Linked DNA regions of Gossypium hirsutum: region 1 is linked to region 2. Evidence: chromatin contacts called from public Hi-C data. All regions are on one chromosome and are shown on one strand. Each heading gives the region's core, a stretch centred on a gene start, on an enhancer-like site or on the middle of the called end of the contact. The rest is flanking DNA. Distances are from core to core; before and after follow the strand shown.

Region 1 (3,987 bases), core at 1,440-3,939, 180 kb after region 2:
TTTAATCATTATAACATTATCAACATTATCAACATGTTGGAAGTAATAATATTATTAGTTAATGATGTTAATGGAATGCTTAAAGCTATAATTTAAAAAAAAAATTCACACAATCACACAATTAAAAATATTAAAGTAAGAAAAACCAAATCTTAAATGATAGCATAATAGAGGGACTAAAACCAAAATAAATTTTTATTTTTATTTTAATTTCCAACACATTGATGAAGTTCAACACATCTAATTCAATCATGTGGAAGTTTTAAACAAACACTTCCTTTTAGTATGAAGTTTTGAGAATTCAGATTCTTTCAATTAACTCTTTCAACTTTCACAAATTACTCTATTGCTAAAGGTAACAAAGAGATCCGGTTCATCAACGGAAAATCGGTCCGAACAAAACCGGCCTTACGGGAATATCCATAAAACCGTTACAATGTGAAGTACAACAACAACAACACCTACTATGAAACAAGCATGTATTAGATATCATCGAAAACATTGTATATAACATTGGACTAGCAGGTACGTTTCAGAATTGGCATTTTTATAACTATTCACCTTATGAGTAGCTGCGGGATTTCATTATCTCGAGAGCGTAAATATTCGGTATAAGACAAAGATGGCGAGGTTGGTACATTGTTGCTAGAGATCCAAAGGCATGTCTCCGGTTGTTGATGTGCTAGAGTGTGTCATCATCCGGTGCAAAATCACTGCCCTGGCCATCCTAATATCATGGCTACACTTATCGGCTTGTTGACCTAATTTCTCGATGATTTCCATAAATTCTCCTAACTTTTTCTTGATTTCATCCATTGCAAGCTTCAATGCATCTTCTTCACCGAGTGCAAAATTGGCAGTCTTCAATAATGACTCGATTTTAATCTCTAAATTGGTCACGAGCACCCTTATGTCATCCATATCATAAATCGTAATGCGAGCAAAGAGCTCCATTGTGGTTGTTAACCCCATCTGCTCTTTCACCTCTTTCTCGTACCGCTTCCAAAGAGAGATGCACCATTTTCCAACCGAACCGATAGGAACCGTCAATGCACTTGCTAAAGCTGTCACAACAGGTGGTGCAGATACGGCTGCTGCCACCACGGAAAAAATCAACACGGAGACAAACGTTGCTACAAACAAGACATTCGACACTCTCCTCCATGTTTTTAAAGATTTTAATTTCTTGTCAAGCTTCCTTTTCCGAACTAGCAACTTCCCTAGCATCGATTCTTGCTGCTTACGGACCAAATCTAACAGTACAAAGAACTCCTTCGGGAAGGGCTTGTCAGCTACTTTAAATCTCCTCAGTTCTTCCAAGGTCTTCACGAATTTCTTCTCATTGACCTCAACTTCTAACCCAACCTCTTCATCGAAATACTTAACCGCCAATTGAATAATCAACTGATCATTCCGAGCTCGTTTGAGGCAATTCTCGAGCATGGTACAAAAATCTAAAGTCTTCTTGCTGTTTTCAAAGTATTCCTCAACCAAAGAAAACAACTCTGAATTGTTCCATATATCTCTTTGACATTCCAAAATGACTTTCACTACTGCCTGATTTGTTTCGAGAAGACAACAGGTAACCTCTTGGAGCGTGTTAAAGGATATCGATTGAACACCCGAACTGACCGCAAGCGTGCCGATGACACTGTTAGTATGTTCCTGGAGAGTCACATCGAAATGTTGCAGAGTTGAATCTTGTCTACAAGCAGCCTCGTACGAACTCAAATCAGCTTCGAACTGAGAATCCGGTTTAACTTGCGATATCGATTCGGCATTACCCCCTTTGGTTTTACTCGATTGACATCCCATCATGGCTGATAAAGATTCAAAATGGTAATGGAGAATACCTTAAAAAACCCAAAAGCAGTACATACACACACACATCAGTTTACGTGCTAATTTAACTCTTACAATTTGAACTTATTTGATTACAGTGACTAAATTGATCCATTTAACAATAGAGGGACTAATCTGATCCGGTACCTATAATGCAGGGACCTTCCAGGTACTTTAACCCTAAAATAACTCGTATCTTAACATGAAGCTTCACTACAAACATCAATTCTAGCTAAAATTGCATTTAATAATCCACAAATCTAAATAAAACCCAGTAATCAAGTGAAAAATACGGTTTTTTCACACAAAAATCCCTAAAAAATCCACACAATATGTTCTTGAAGTTCAACAAATGAACAAAATAAGAAAAGCTTGAGCAAGACCTTAAAAAACTCAGAGATAGTTTTCAAGCATATAGACCAAAAAGATTAAATCTTTGAGAGATTCTATAAATGCACAAGCTAAAAAGTACCTGAAAGTTCTTCTCAGTTGAAATCCTTAGCAAATAAGCTGAAAAAGCTATAATCCAGCCACCCAAAGGAGCAAACTTTACACACAGAGAGAGCTAAAAAAGGGGGCTTTTTTTTTTCTTTGGTGAAGGGAAATGCATTGAGTTAATGCAGGTAATGAAGGTTGAAGGAAGGTGAGAAATTTGAAGGGAAATGAGGCAAAGTGTCGTCTACTACTTGAAACATCGTCTCTTTCAACTTAAAGGAGGGGTTTCAAAGGCCAAACTTGGGAGTGAAGCTTTGGTTTTTATTTCTCTAGCTTATGATGATTGGAGAGTAGAATAAAGATAGCTAATGTGGAAAAAACAATTATCTTTGGCCCATAATGGAAGGGGGGATATTTGTAATAAATGTATACATATATATATATATGCAAAATTTGAATACCCTAAACCCAAATCCGAAATTGACTCAAACTAAAATAACTTGAAAGTTTTTAAAATTTAAATTGGTTCAATCTGAATTAATTCACGTGTTAACTAATTAACCAATCAAATTATCTGATTGATTAGTCTAAGACACAACACATCCAATTATTTTATATCTATTTTCGGCTCACAAATTTTATTCTAGAAAAATAAAACTAAACTCTATGTGGAAATAATAGTCCACATCTAAAATATACATGCCCGATAAGTTAATTAGTTACATTTAATTTTCTAAGAATCACAAATTCGGCAAAATTAATTTATCATACATAACAATAAAATAATATTATACATTCATTCACATATATTCTTCTAAACATGTATACAATTATAAGAATGTCACATCTTATCAAAATTAATCACACATAAAGAAGATAGAGAATTTAAGTCTCGATTTACACTATAAACATAGCACAACTTGACTCTGATACTGATTGTTGAAAAAATTCGATTCGAAAATAGTTTTCTTACACAACAAAAAATAAAAATTTTAAAAATCAACTTGGTTTGTGATATTTATAGCAATAAATGAAATCGCACCTGTGTTTTCAACTAGACGGATCATTGTCGTTATTGGCTTTCAATCGACCTTCTTCACTATTCTCGTACTACAAACTATTTCGAGTGTGTGATCAAATGATTTGAATCAAATTTAAAACCAGAAATAGTTTCTTTGTTTTAGTGTGAAAACAGAAAATCTCTTCTCAATAAAACCAAAAAAATTTTAATTTTAGAAACTATATTCAAATACTTAGAGAATTAAACACTTTCTATTTTCAGGAAAAATAACAATATCTGAAATTTGTATATTTAACCCTACCGGTGTCATCTATTTATAGGGAGAAGAAGTAGAACTCTTATTGAATTGTAAAAGTTTATTTTAACCACAAAAATGAACTTTTAGTCTAATTAAAAGTATAGAAGGAGACACCCAATTAATAATATTAGGGTTTGCCATCCCCCTCATTAACATGAGAGGTTTTTGGACATCTCCTATATCGGGTCCAATTACAAATATTTCCTACACTTTTAACCAAGTATTTTATAGTACGATCCAATTCTATATTTATTTTTTTATTTCCCCAAACAAAATAATCTTCCTAACCCAATTATAATTCCATTAAAATCATGACGACTTTACCGTAAAAGAATTTATGAGAAAATATATTTAATATTTCTACATTCAACGATTCACCATTACCAAAAGA
Region 2 (3,569 bases), core at 369-2,868:
ACAAAATCACAATTAAACCAACAAAAAGAATTCAATTTATATGCAACAAATTAATTGGATTAGCTTCTTAGTTTTCGTAAAGTAAAAGACAAACCAAAGTAAAGTAGAGGGACTAAATCATAATTAAACCAAACTACCAAAAAAGCTTTTGATCTTTAATTTCTGTAGTAGGCATAACATGTATTATATACTGTCCTCAACAATACATAGATAAAGAAAAGAAGCAAAGATTGTACTAAGATTGTTAATGTTCACTGCTATAGAATCTATGAACATATATCTCCAAGAAAATTTATCTTAAAATTTTCCACTCAGATCCATTTTTTTTTCTCTATAAGTTCCATGGCATCATTGAAAGAAAAAATCTCAGCCCAGAAAAAGAAAATTATTGTTGAAAAAAACATATACTAATCATAATTTTTTAAGGTTCTAAAGCAAAGGGTGTTTGTAGCAGATCATAAGGAGCCCATAAAGCATCTAAAGGACATGGTCGATTAGCATCAAGTCTCACCCATGGCTTCCCTTTACCACTCCAGTGTAATAAACTAACCCGACCCGGATGTAAATTTCTGCATAATCCTCTATAATTGTCACCTCCAAGCCCGTGTTGGTTCCATCTATGATCAACAGGTGCTATGGTGCCTGCAAAGACGAGTAAAAATGGTGGCAATGAACCTAACTCGTAGATCCTTATTCTTTTTTGAAGCTCCATCCATTCGATGATTTTGGTGGTGTAATCACCCTCACGCCATTTTTGTAAGTCTATGACCATTACACCGGTGTTGAAGTAACAAGGTTTCCGGCCGGCGAAGGTTAGGGAAAGTGTGGGGTTGGACCAGAAGGTTGGGGTGAAGTATGAAGTGAAGTTGGCGTTGCAATATTCCGGGGCGGCGAGAACGGTGTTTTCGTCCAGTGGGGTGGCGGCGAGTTTGGCTATGTCGTCGACTAGGACGAGGTCGGAGTCTAGGTAAACGATGCGGTGTATGCAATGAGGGAGGAGGTCGGCGAGGTAGTTCCGGGCGTAGTTGAGTGGGGAGTCGAGTGCTGACCGGATGGATGTTGAGATAAGGCCGGACACGACGGAGGAGTCGTATGGGTAGATTTGGAACTTAAGGGAAGGGAAAGAGTGGGTGATTGTAAGGCGGAGGTGACGGTGGTCGGCGGTGGAGGTGGAGACGAAGTGGAAAAGGATGTTTTGAGGGCAAGAAGAGTGTTGCAGGATGGAAAAAATAGCTGTCATTGAACCACGCGAATAGGCGGCATCGAGGGTCATTGCTACATGAACAGCTTCATGGGAACACATTTCATTGGTGGTGCCATTAATGGAAGGACAAGTGGGTGCGTTATAAAATTGTGGAGCTTCTTTGAACTTTTGGTCATTATTAGTGGTGGTTGAAGCCAAGGAAGGGGCGGCATTTACGGCGGAGATGAGGAGGAAAAGGAGGAAGAGGTGGTGACGGTGGTGGTGGTGTCGGTGGAGTTTATTTGGTGGGATTACTAATGCAAATTTGGACATCTTTTGTTGGTGGGAGTTTAGATTTTTGGTTTTCTAAGCTTTTAATATAGGGGAAAAGGGAACACATCAATGATTTCTAATTTCTTTTGTGTTTTCAACTTTGAACCCAAAATAAAAAAAACCCCACGTTTGGGTTTAAAATTAAAAAAAACAGGTACTTCTAGGGACCAATGGTCAAGCTATTTTCGGGTGTGGACACTGAGAATTAATTACTGTAATGATAAAATTAAAAAAAAATGGATGATGAATATGTATAGATATGTTAAAAATATTAAATTAAAAATATTAGAAATATGTAAAATTGTAATTTTATAAATAATAATATTTTTATTTTTGTTCTTTTATTATCGATTAATTTAAGCGTATTGATAATTTCATTTTATGTATTTTAATGATATTCAACATACAATTATGGAAATCCAAAAATTATGGGTTTGATATTCGTTTTTTTTTTTCCCACTCAGTTGATACAAATTTATTAATAAGAGAAAGACATTGATAAAAAAATAAAAAAGATTATAAACACTTTCTAACTAGTTGAAAGACAGAATTCAGTCATCACCCTTTAACACAACATAAGAGTGAAACAGGATAGAAAAACACTCATCACCAAGCAAAAATCATTTTAAATAACGCAAGTCTCTTCACCCCTGCATTAGCAAGAGCATTAATCATTTCATTACCATGCCTATAAACAAATACGAAGTGTCGAACAAGTTGATAAATCAAATCATTCAATAGTTTTTTATTTCTATCGCGTAAGTTAAGAATTGACTAATTATTAAATCTTGGGCGAAAATTTCTTTTGATAGCCTTTTTTATTATTATAATTACAACAGTGTCAATTCACCTAAGATTTGATCCAAAATTTCAATATTTATTTTTTTTCTCTTTTTCTAACATGATCCATATCTTCCGTAGAACATTTAATGCAAGGGGCGTTGGTGTAAACGTGAATTGAAGGGTGACATTGACAAAATGAAAGTTGCCACATGGCTTCGACGAGTGGGACCATGAAGTGCCACGTAAGCTAGACATCAATAAGGAAGAAAAGTTGGGTCCCATTGGTGGAAAGTTTATTGTCCTAATAAAAGAGATAGAGACATGGAAAACAAGAAAATGGTGGGAGCTGCATCTTTAACTACACATTCGGTAAAATATGCCATAAACCCCTCTAATTTTATCAAATTTAAAATTTAATCCTCACAATTAAAAAAAGTTGTCAAAGTAATTACTTTTACTCTTCTTTTTTTCGATGTTAAAATTTTAGTCCAATTAATCAGTGGCAGTGTTAGTATTTTTTATAAACATTTTCTTATTATCAAGTATGTTTACTGAATTTATAATAATTTACTTTCGACGATAAATTTTGAGAAAAATCATAATTGCATCAATGATTGGATTAATATTTTTAAATTGAACTCTTGAATTTTGATTATTCCACAGGCTCTTCATGGATATGGATCAAAATCGAATAATCAAAATTTTAATCCATTTTAATTTAATTTAAATTTCATTTGGGTTGGTATGAAATTCATCAATTAAATCATAATTTGATCTGAGCTGGATGAATATAAATTACAAATCTAAACTTGACATAATTCAAGCCATAATTCACTCTCTTGTCAATATGTTTAATTATAGTATAAAATTAATAAGTATTACTTTCATAATCATTTAGTCAAAACCATTGCTTTAATTAAAAAATATCTTTTTTTTAGACTCTCTACTATTCAGTAATCACATTTTTTTCTTAATTAAATCTCGAAACAAGCTGAATTTAACCCGAAGGCAAAACTTTTTCAGAACTATTTTCTATATTCACAATACTTAAACCCGAAATCTTATTTATAGAATATCAAACTTTTTATCACTTGATCTTACAGGCATCAGTGAAAATAACTAAATTTATGGATTAGTTAATTACAATCAAATTATATATCATCTTATATCTCAAAGAGTGGACTACACATGTTAAAAATGGGCACTTTAATATCATTATGATTTTAATTTCTCTTACAACATGCACGTTTTTTACTAGAATAAATCATTA

Evidence for each region. Hi-C and Micro-C count contacts between places; a contact is called where the count stands out from the background.
Region 1: a Hi-C map of leaf shows a contact between it and region 2, with 3 times the contacts expected there. The contact joins the promoter of LOC107909370 here to the promoter of LOC121209683 in region 2. A contact is called at or near these places in 2 of 34 Hi-C or Micro-C datasets (both in leaf).

What each region holds. Positions count from the first base shown.
Region 1 is chrA02:106,910,200-106,914,186 of Gossypium_hirsutum_v2.1, forward strand. It overlaps LOC107909370 (UPF0496 protein At2g18630), which reads right to left and starts at 2,690. Exons shown (of 2, transcript XM_016836861.2): 1 at 2,315-2,690; 2 at 318-1,820. The coding sequence starts at 1,818. The coding sequence ends at 646.
Region 2 is chrA02:106,728,730-106,732,298 of Gossypium_hirsutum_v2.1, forward strand. It overlaps LOC121209683 (probable galacturonosyltransferase-like 1), which reads right to left and starts at 1,619. Exons shown (of 1, transcript XM_041080774.1): 1 at 135-1,619. The coding sequence starts at 1,516. The coding sequence ends at 422.